Regions from separate parts of the Hordeum vulgare genome. Here region 2 is linked to region 1. Evidence: chromatin contacts called from public Hi-C data. All regions are on one chromosome and are shown on one strand. Each heading gives the region's core, a stretch centred on a gene start, on an enhancer-like site or on the middle of the called end of the contact. The rest is flanking DNA. Distances are from core to core; before and after follow the strand shown.

Region 1 (5,049 bases), core at 1,400-3,899:
GTCCGTTGAGAGTTCATTCGTAGCTATTGATGGCACGACAATGACGTGTATGATCCTTAGGCGATATGATGGGACTGTGATCTTTTCAACCTACATACTCCCTCCATTTTTATATACAAGGCCATTATCAAAATTACAACTTGCGTATATACAAGACCACTAACACTAATCGATGCAATATTAATGGTGTTTGCCTCGTAGTACTAGCAAAAGAGGACATTAATTATCCCTTGCATGCATGCAGGAGTGAGATCATTGACTTGATATGCATGAGAGAGAGAGAGAGAAATACACATTAATTTACACGGTAAACAAGGAGACAAGTTGTCTTGCAACATTGACTTAAAAAACATTAACTTTTGCTTTGATACGTGTAATGTGAAATTGTGAACTTGTATATAAAAATGAAGGAAGTATTTTTATTTAAAAGTGATGATGCGCTGGAGGCCGAGATTCACACACCCATGCAAGGGAGGACTTTGGCCATACACCACTCTAGGCATTGGCAAAGCTTATCACGTAATGGTCTAGTTTCCTAAGCGTATGGACATCTTGTTGGAGAGATTCAATCATTCATGATAGATAGGGAGTTTATTTCCATGCAAGAAAGGATAAGAAGTTTATTCCATAGAAACTTCCTTAGAAAAAATAGCGGGTAGCAAACGGATTAACCAAGTATAGTCATACTAAGGCATCGAGGTAATGGTAGCATAGATGACCTCATGCGTAGAGGATTTTCTACCTCTTGACTTTAACTTTATAATTATGGAATAAAATTATTCTCTCTCCCAATGAATATTACTACTAATCTGATATTGTAGTTGTTGATAGTCTTTTCTACTACTTACTATGTTTTTAAATATAAATCTTTTAAAAAATAATATAAATTATATACAAAGCAAAATGAGTAAATCTATATTATAGAATATATCTATATACATTTTTATATAGTTTATATTAAAATTTCTAAAAAAATTATATTTAAAAATAAAGGAAGTATAAATTTGGTTAACTTTGCACTATTTACAAAATGTATAGACCTTCTTTTCGAAAGAGGAAATATATACTACTTAGAGCATCTACAATCGGACACCTCAAACGACTTCACATATGACCGCATGCGCGTTCGGTTAATGACCGGACAAAGAAGAAGAAAAAACAGTGATCCAACTAGATCCTTCATATCATTTTTATACGTCTAGACTGTCCACAAACTCTTATATTAAAGACAAAAATAGGAAGGATATGAACGCTCGTAGACGCGCCCGAGTGTGTTCAGTGTGTCCATCACGTAGGACGCGACCCGATCCCGGATTACTTTTTATTTTTATTTTTTTATTTTTTCTTTATTTCTCTTTTTTTTGAACGAAAGGGGTTTCCCCCTGTCCCATTTTTATAAATGAAGCAACCACAGTTTTGTTACAACCCAACATCCAGACAAAAAAATCTGAAAAATACAGGAAAACAGCTAACAGTCTTAGCTAGAGCCACCATCATTTTTCTCCCGAAGAGGGGTTACAACCCAAAGGTATTTATTTGAAGACTAGGTTCCCTATCCCCTCCCCTAGAATCATCTCCAAGCAATTCGGAGCAGTTCCCCGCGTCTCCTGTCTAGTTGCCTGATGAAGTCTCGCAGCAGATCCGCCTGAGCACCGGAGAACAAAACCCGTCATTGATTGAGATGAATGTCCAGCTTTGCAAGAATGCATTTCACACTTCTCCAGATGGGGCCTTGAAAACAAAATTCATTTCTAAGCTTCCATATGCTCCACAAGGAGGCAGCAATCACCATGTTAACCACACAATTCTTCTTATGATCTTTTCACAGCACAATAATATCATCAAAACTTAAAATTTCTGTTTTTTCAAGTGTCTCCGATATGAAAACCCACAACTATCTAGCTACTATAGAATCAAAGAAGAGATGTTGTACTGTCTCCTTGCAGCTACACAAAAGGCAAGTATTATCCTCAACAGGTCTACGTTTTTTCAAATTATCTCTTGTTAGTACTTTATTATGAACACATAGCCATAAAAAGACATGATTTTTTTTGTGAACAAATAACTTTCCACATGCTATCCCCAGTGGTAGAAACCATACCCCCAAAATTCTTTATTTCTATTTCTCTTCACCAATCACGTGTAAGTGATTGAACATACAAGAAAAAATAAATAAAATTTATGACTGCATGGACGGATTAATAGGATACACGTCTGGTCAGTGAACAGACGTATCCGTGAATGTTTAAAGGGTTATTTTTTTTTTGCTAAAGTGCTCTTAGATTGTCCACGTATCATAAACGGTCCATCACCACCCGGCGATCCACGTCGAGATGCAAATCCAGAATGTGCCAACAACTCCCCACAACCGGCGCCGCTCCCATCAATTTTTTTTTTGAAAGAAGCCGCTCCCATCAATCAACCCCGTTCGTCGTCTTACCACCGTTTTCCTCCACCATCTAAATCGGTGGTCCACCGCCGATCAGCATCGGCATCTCCGTCCGCGCTGGCCGCAGCTGCCATAATTTCAAAAGGCCGCGCCTAGCTGGCGGCGCCGTGGCACGGCTCCAACGGCTATGCCGCCGACCGTTCACGGTCTCACGCTCCTCCGCGGACGCGGTGATCAGGTGGCGCCCCCCTACACTACAAGTACACCCGCTCCGTGGCCTGGTTGAAAGCCACGTCACCTCCCTCCGCCCCCAAAGTTCCACGAGCTCGCGCTCCAATCATTGCGACGCGCGCCGCTCCCCTCCCCTCCCCGCGAGCCCGGCCCAGATTGGCCGCTCCTCCTCCTCCTGCTCCTCCTCCGGTAAGCGGCGGCCCGCCGATCCCTCCCCCGATTCGTCTCCCGGTGCGGTTCGAGCCCGATCTGTTCCCCGCCGTCCCGTGGCTCTCGCGGCGCGTGCTCGTGATCCGCTGGTTTAGTTCGGTCCGCGGTAGGGTTAGCGGATGTCGCCATGTCGCGGTAGGGTTTGGGGGCTGGGCGAGTGGTGATTTTGGATTGTTTCCGCGGATTGTGCAGAAAAGGCAAGGCGGGTGGCGGGGTTTGCCCATTCTGTCAAGCGAGGTGACGGGTGGTTCGAGATTCCTAGAGGCTGGGGGGAATTGATAGGCTTAGTGGGGAGGTCTGTTTTCTGATCTTTAGATGTCCATGGAAAGAAGAACGGGGTTGACGTTTGTGGAAGCAACTTAATTCTGGGTGCAAGTAGTCTTCACCTGCACTGCAAGTATAGGGCCTTGTGTTTAGTTCAACCGAAATGCCACACAGTCAGCTGCACTGATTACCTACCAATTTTATGATTTAATCGCTTCCTACCGTGCTTGTTTCCAACAGTGCAAATATAGCCCGAACCTAACTGCTATGTTGGTTCCTATTTCCCCCATCACTTATCGTGATGACGGTGTCAGTTTGAAAAATGATCCTTTAGACCTTGTTTGGTACTAGGGTTTTTGAGGAGATTGGTGGGGATAATCCCCACACGGATTGGGTGAAACCCCAACCTTCATCCAATCCCTTCAAATCCCCATTTATCCCCAATCCACTAGGTAGGGGTAGTGTATTGGGCATTGAGAAAAATGTACTAGAATTTGGGGATTTGTGGGGAAATGTGGGGATGAAACATGTCAAATACACTAAAACCAAATGGTGTTATGGGATATGTGGGGATTTAGGGGTTTGACCGGGATAATCCCCACTACTACAACAACAACAACCAAGCCTTTCAGTCCCAAACAAGTTGGGGTAGGCTAGAGTTGAAACCCATAAGATCTCGAAGCCAAGTCATGGCTCTGGAACGTGGATAGCTAACTTCCACGCACCCCTGTCCATGGCTAAGTCTTTGTCGATATTCCAAACCTTCAGGTCTCTCTTAACGGACTCCTCCCATGTCAAGTTTGGTCTACCACGACCCCTCTTAACATTCTCAGCACGCTTTATCCGTCCGCTATGCACCGGCGCTTCCGGTGGCCTCCGTTGAATATGTCCAAACCATCTGAGACGATGCTGGACCAGCTTCTCTTCAATCGGTGCTACCCCAAGTCTCTCTCGTATATCGTCATTCCGTACCCGATCCTTCCTTGTGTGGCCACATATCCATCTCAACATGCGCATCTCTGCTACACCTAACTGTTGGATATGTCGTCTCTTGGTTGGCCAACACTCCGCGCCATACAACATCGCAGGTCGGATAGCTGTCCTATAAAACCTGCCTTTTAGCTTTTGTGGCACTCTCTTGTCACAGAGTACGCCAGAAGCTTGGCGCCACTTCATCCACCTAGCCTTGATTCCGTGGCCCACGTCTTCATCGATATCGCCATCCTTCTGCAACATGGACCCCAAATATCGAAACGTGTCTCTCTCCGGTACCACCTGCCCACCAAGGCTAACCTCTCCATCCTCGTGCCTAGTAGCACTAAAACTGCACCTCATGTATTCAGTTTTAGTTCTACTAAGCCTAAAACCTTTCGATTCTAGAGTCCGCCTCCATAACTCTAACTTTCTATTAACCCCCGTTCGGCTATCATCGACTAGCACCACATCATCCGCAAAGAGCATACACCATGGGATATCTCCTTGTATATCCCTTGTGACCTCATCCATCACCAAATCAAAAAGATAAGGGCTCAAAGCTGACCCTTGGTGTAGCCCTATTCTAATCGGAAAGTCATCGGTGTTGCCATCACTTGTTCGAACACTTGTCACAACATTATCATACATATCCTTGATGAGGGTAATGTACTTTATTGGGACTTTGTGTTTCTCCAAGGCCCACCACATGACATTCCGAGGTATCTTATCATAGGCCTTCTCCAAATCAATGAACACCATATGAAGGTCCTTCTTTTGCTCCCTGTATCTCTCCATCAGCTGTCGTACCAAGAAGATGGCTTCCATGGTAGACCTCCCAGGCATGAAACCAAATTGGTTTTTGGTCACGCTTGTCAACCTTCTTAAGCGGTGTTCAATGACTCTCTCCCATAGCTTCATAGTATGGCTCATCAGCTTGATTCCGCGGTAATTAGTACAACTTTGAACATCCCCCTTGATTC
Region 2 (5,049 bases), core at 1,358-3,857, 230 kb after region 1:
TGATCCTTTGTTGTATGTTGAGGGATGACCATATGATTCTACTATGTTAGCATTGTTGAGAGATTTCACTAGTGAAAGTATAAACCCTAGGCCTTGTTTCTAAGCATTTATATAATGTTTTGCTATAGTTTACCATTTGTTACCTCGCTGTTTTTATTTATTCAGACTATAAAAATCTATTTCTACTATCCATACTACACTTGTATCACCATCTCTTCGTCGAACTAGTGCACTTATACAATTTGCCATTGCATTGGGTGTGTTGGGGACACAAGAGATTTCTTGTATTTGATTGCAGGTTTGTTTTAGAGAGACCATCTTCATCCTACACCTTCCATATATTGATAAACCTTAGGTCATCCACTCGAGGAAAAACTATTGTTGTCCTACAAAACTCTGCACTTGGAAGCCCAACAATGTCTACAAGAATAAAGTTGCGTAGTAGACATCACATCCCGTATGCTTACCTCAAGCCAAAGTCCTTCTCTAGATCACAATTGCTTGGTGAAGCTAATAAATCTACTCCTCGATTTCTAATATGACAAGCAGTTCACTAAGCACATTTTCACTTGTACATTACAAAAAATGGACCACAAGCTTTGCGCATGTATTCTCTCGGGGTTCTTATCTTGAACTTGGTCTTTTCAACCTTGATGACATCTTCACATGAGCTATTAAGGATTGTCTCTTCAATGCAAGGCCATGCATGATCATCGGTGACCCATCATTGATTCACCATGAGTATCATCTTGGTCATCACTGGATCTTCCTTATTCTCTATCACAATCTCTTGAACGACAGGTTGAATTGACCGTTTCAATCAATTGCCTTGATAATTTATCAACTCTTGAGCTCACCATGGCTTTACCTTGAACTATTTTCTTCTATTCATCCAGTCAAGATCTTGGTCCTTCACGACTCAACTCATAAAGCCCGTTGATGGCCACTTATGAGTTCCTCCAATGAACTACATCATGACCATTTCTTGTTCTTCGCATAAATTTTGCCTTGCCATATTTGCTTCACTCATTGAACTCAATCTTTATGCCTTGAAAGTTCTTTTCACTTGTTTTCCCGATCATAATATACTCATCTCTTTTAACTCAATGATCTCAATGCATATCTTGATCTAGATGAGATTCATCACATATTCGTCCAATAACCTCCATGTATTACATATGAAATAATTCCTCATATATAACTCGATGAAAACATTAGCCTATTGGAGCAATCATTATTACTAAAATTTCAAACTTGATCTCGATGCCATCCATCCAATTTTGAATAACCTCACATGTATACGCCTCGGCCAAGGCTTTGATCTCTGATGTGCCTATATTAGCACACAATCAGCAACCTACCATGGTAGGTTGAAACTCCTCCATAGTTTGCAGTATCCCAATGTAGATTGAAGCCATTTCTTTCGTATTGCTTGGGTCATATTTTATATGCAATCACATATATTCCGTAGATTTGATTATTTTCTGTCGCAATTAAGTAGGGTATTTTTGCCCACGGTGGATAGGCGAAAAATAGCTAGCGGTATTTATTTGTTCTAGCTTCAAAGGTTGTATAAGAACTTAGGTGGATTCAAATATTTAGACAATTTCCTAAGGATTTGTTATTTGCATCACATATTAATAGGATTTTTTTCTCCCGCTCGTAAAAAGAAACTTTGTTTGTAATGTTCAACTTGCAGTTGTATGAATTTTGTTGCACGCAAAATCCCGCATCATTGAAAGTGTGACATTGTAATTATGTGTTTTTAGTTTTTGGACCCCAATACTGATGGAGAATCAGAGTTTTAGGGCTCCAACGGACGTCCTTGAAGCTGTTAGATCACAGTCGAATGAATGCCAATTCCTCTGTGCAACATGGAGATTTTTCTGCCATTCCTTCCGCTACATGGCAGCTTTTGCCACCAATCATGGTAAATTTATGAAAATTGTCAAAAATGAGATCCATGAACACTAGCATCCAGGATTTAGCTTTATAGAATAATCCCGTTCAGGGTGAGCATCAGAAATCCGACCACAACGGGATTCGAACCTTAGCCGCATAACGAGCCACTACCCACCCTTGCCACTAGGCTACAACCTAGTCCTCAAATTTATGAAAATTGCCATGACAACTTCAGTTGGTATGACATGAGAAGTTTGGCGCGCTCGATGGGAAAACGCCTTCTACAAAACGTTCGGCAGATAACATTTCCCTACTTTTCTTTTTTACCTTTGCAGTAAAATAACGGAAGAACCAGATCATTTTTTTCCCTAAAGCCAACAATAATATACTGGGAATACAAATGGGTAGACAAACGGGACAATCCGCCCCACAGCTAGCACGTGCACGCAAAACATGACGATGGCATCCATCCAAGGTTCCGCCCCCGACCCAACGGATCTCCGTGTCAGCAGGGCCCCATTCCCTTTCCCCTGCTCGGCTTCGGTGGGTATCATCAGCCAGCCTCCCGTCGCGAGAATAAAAATCCCATCAACGCCCTGACCCATCAACGCCCAGGACGCAAATTCCCTCCCCTTTTCCCCCCTCAAAAATCCTCCTAAACCCTTTTCTTTCCCTCTCGTCGCCTTTCCCCATCACCCCTCACCCACTCCCCACTCGCTCCCTATCTACCTCCCTCCCTCCGCCTTTTTCACGCCCGTTGCTCCCGCACGCCACTCGTAGTCGTCCCTCCCTCACTCCGTTTCTCTCACTTCGCCGCCACTCCCAGAAGCCAGCCGGAGGAGACCTACCTCTCTCTCTCTCTCTCCTCCCCCTTACAGCTGCTAGATTCTAGAAGCCAACAAAACCAGACGGGGGCGAACCAGAAAAGCAAAACCCCAAGTCACCACTGCCAGTTCTCCCTCCCTCCCTCCCTCTCTCTCTAGATCTGCGCGAGCCTCGGTTTCCGCGATCGCTGCCCGCCGCGGTTGCTCCCGCCGCGCCGTGCTGCTCCCGCGCGCGCGCGCGTCTGCTGATGGTCCGCTAACCCGAGGCCGGAGGGAGGGATGCGGACGGGAGGCGGGTGCCTCGAGCGGGCGGGGGGTCGGCTGCTCCTCCCGCTGCTGTTGATCGCCACGACGGTGGCATTGCTGCCGCGGGCGCTCGCCCTCACCGACGCCGCCGACGGTAAGCTTCCCCCCTGGTTGCTGACTTTGCTCTGCTTGCTTGCTCTGGCTTACTAATTGGATTTCGTACCGACGCCGCCGACGGTGAGCTCCCCACTGGACCCTGGTTGCTGGCTTTGCTCTGCTCTGCTTGCTTACTCTGGCTTACTAGTAATTGGATTTCGTACCGCCGAGCCCGGTTTGAACGGGCTGTGCTGCTGTGCAGCGATTGTTCGGGAGGGGCGTACGATTTGTCGGTGGAGGGGGCGTTGATTTCCATGCGCTACCGTTGCACCAGTGGGTGGTGAGAAATGTGCTGGGTTTTGGTTCCGCTGATTATTCAGCTTGGTGCGGCAGATTGGTGAGGGGTAGGGGTGTGGGCTTGTGCCGTACTCCTGGAGGTCATGGGCCCATTCGATTTGTGTGCCTGTTCGTGGAAGCAACGATGTCGTGACATCAGACAATTCCAATGTTCTTTTCGATGTGGAGGGTGGAGGCTGAGAGCGATGTTTTTGCTACTGAAGCAATGTGGTGGCCTGTTCTGCAGACTATCATCATTGCCGATGGCAATGGGGGAGATACGTGTCTGCTTTCAGTTAGGATTTGGTTGCAGCGAAAACAAAAAATGCAGCATAATGTCATGGAAGATTGGTTAGGTTGCTTGTGGTAGGACGCAAGCTTTGATCTAACTTGCGCTTGCAGTCCCTCTGATTAATAAGGCCAACATAGGTCTCAGTCATAGAAAGCTGTCATGTAAAATGTGGCTAAATTTGGCTGTTCCTTGTGCACAAGTGGCACTGTATTTGTAAATGCAGTTGCATTTTATTCAGTATGTGGATGTATTTTTTTATGCATTACCGATGTTACGATACATCTTGTTCGTTCCTAATGGCTTATTTGCCCTTCCATTTTTTGCATGCAGTTTCTGCTATAAATGGATTGTATGTTGCACTTGGATCGCCAGCTCTTCCCGGATGGACTGCAAATGGTGGAGACCCCTGCGGTGAGAAGTGGCAGGGTGTTGATTGTATTGGCTCAAGTATAGATGCGATGTACGTCAATTATTCTTTAAATTCCTTTCCCTGGTAGAACTTTTATATTTTGGGCTTTTATCAACTCATTGTCTGTAGAAATTTTGTTGCTGCAACGATGGGAGGACAGCTTGGAAGCCTAGGAAACTTCACGGCTATAACCACAATGTAAGGGCCTTCGTCGTCAATTTTATTCCCTCACTCATGTTTGATAGTTGTATCATCTAATTATCCTGTCATACATTCCATGGGTGTTTGAGAAAAAAAAAACTATATTCCATGGGTGAATTAAGAACTTCAAGGGGTACATGTAACTATAGGCAGAAGTTACGTTGTCCTCTTATCCTGATTGAGCTTTCTGAGTATTTACTCTCCTTTGTTGTAGAAATCTTAGCAACAACAAAATCACCGGAACTATACCAGATGATCTTCCTGTTACACTGCGGAATCTGTAAGTTCTGTTCTTACATTGTGCAGCTCCTTGTTCAAAAAATAAATAAATCGTGCAGTTCCTTTTAAGTGTTTCTGATTACATACTGCGCAGTTTTCTCTCGGACAACCAACTCACTGGAAGCATCCCGATGTCGCTATCAAAACTTAACAGTTTAACAGCCATGTAATTTATCATTTTCCCTGAAAGCAAAAGAGCCACATATTACTTTCCTCTGCAAGCTGTCTCACTCAAGATCTGTCATTCCTTCTTTTCTCAGGTCACTCAATGATAACCATCTCGATGGACAACTACCAGATGCTTTTGGTTCCCTTGTTGGACTTATAAACCTGTAGGACTAGCATATTTCTCTCTTTTTTGGTACTCGCCCTTAATCTTCATCCAGCTTGCTGATTACATTTGAGCTTTCATCACAATTCACAGGGATATTTCTTCCAACAACTTCAGTGGTCCATTACCAACT

The links. Hi-C and Micro-C count contacts between places; a contact is called where the count stands out from the background.
Region 2: a Hi-C map of seedling shows a contact between it and region 1, with 5 times the contacts expected there. The contact joins the promoter of LOC123401201 here to the promoter of LOC123402750 in region 1. A contact is called at or near these places in 4 of 6 Hi-C or Micro-C datasets (leaf and seedling) and 1 of 1 datasets of contacts at active chromatin or transcription factors (embryo).

Annotation. Positions count from the first base shown.
Region 1 is chr6H:126,655,385-126,660,433 of MorexV3_pseudomolecules_assembly, forward strand. It overlaps LOC123402750 (ubiquitin-conjugating enzyme E2 22-like), which reads left to right and starts at 2,650. Exons shown (of 7, transcript XM_045096703.1): 1 at 2,650-2,809.
Region 2 is chr6H:126,888,291-126,893,339 of MorexV3_pseudomolecules_assembly, forward strand. It overlaps LOC123401201 (protein STRUBBELIG-RECEPTOR FAMILY 3-like), which reads left to right and starts at 2,608. Exons shown (of 16, transcript XM_045094938.1): 1 at 2,608-3,126; 2 at 4,027-4,156; 3 at 4,235-4,303; 4 at 4,521-4,586; 5 at 4,680-4,751; 6 at 4,846-4,917; 7 at 5,010-5,049. The coding sequence starts at 3,006.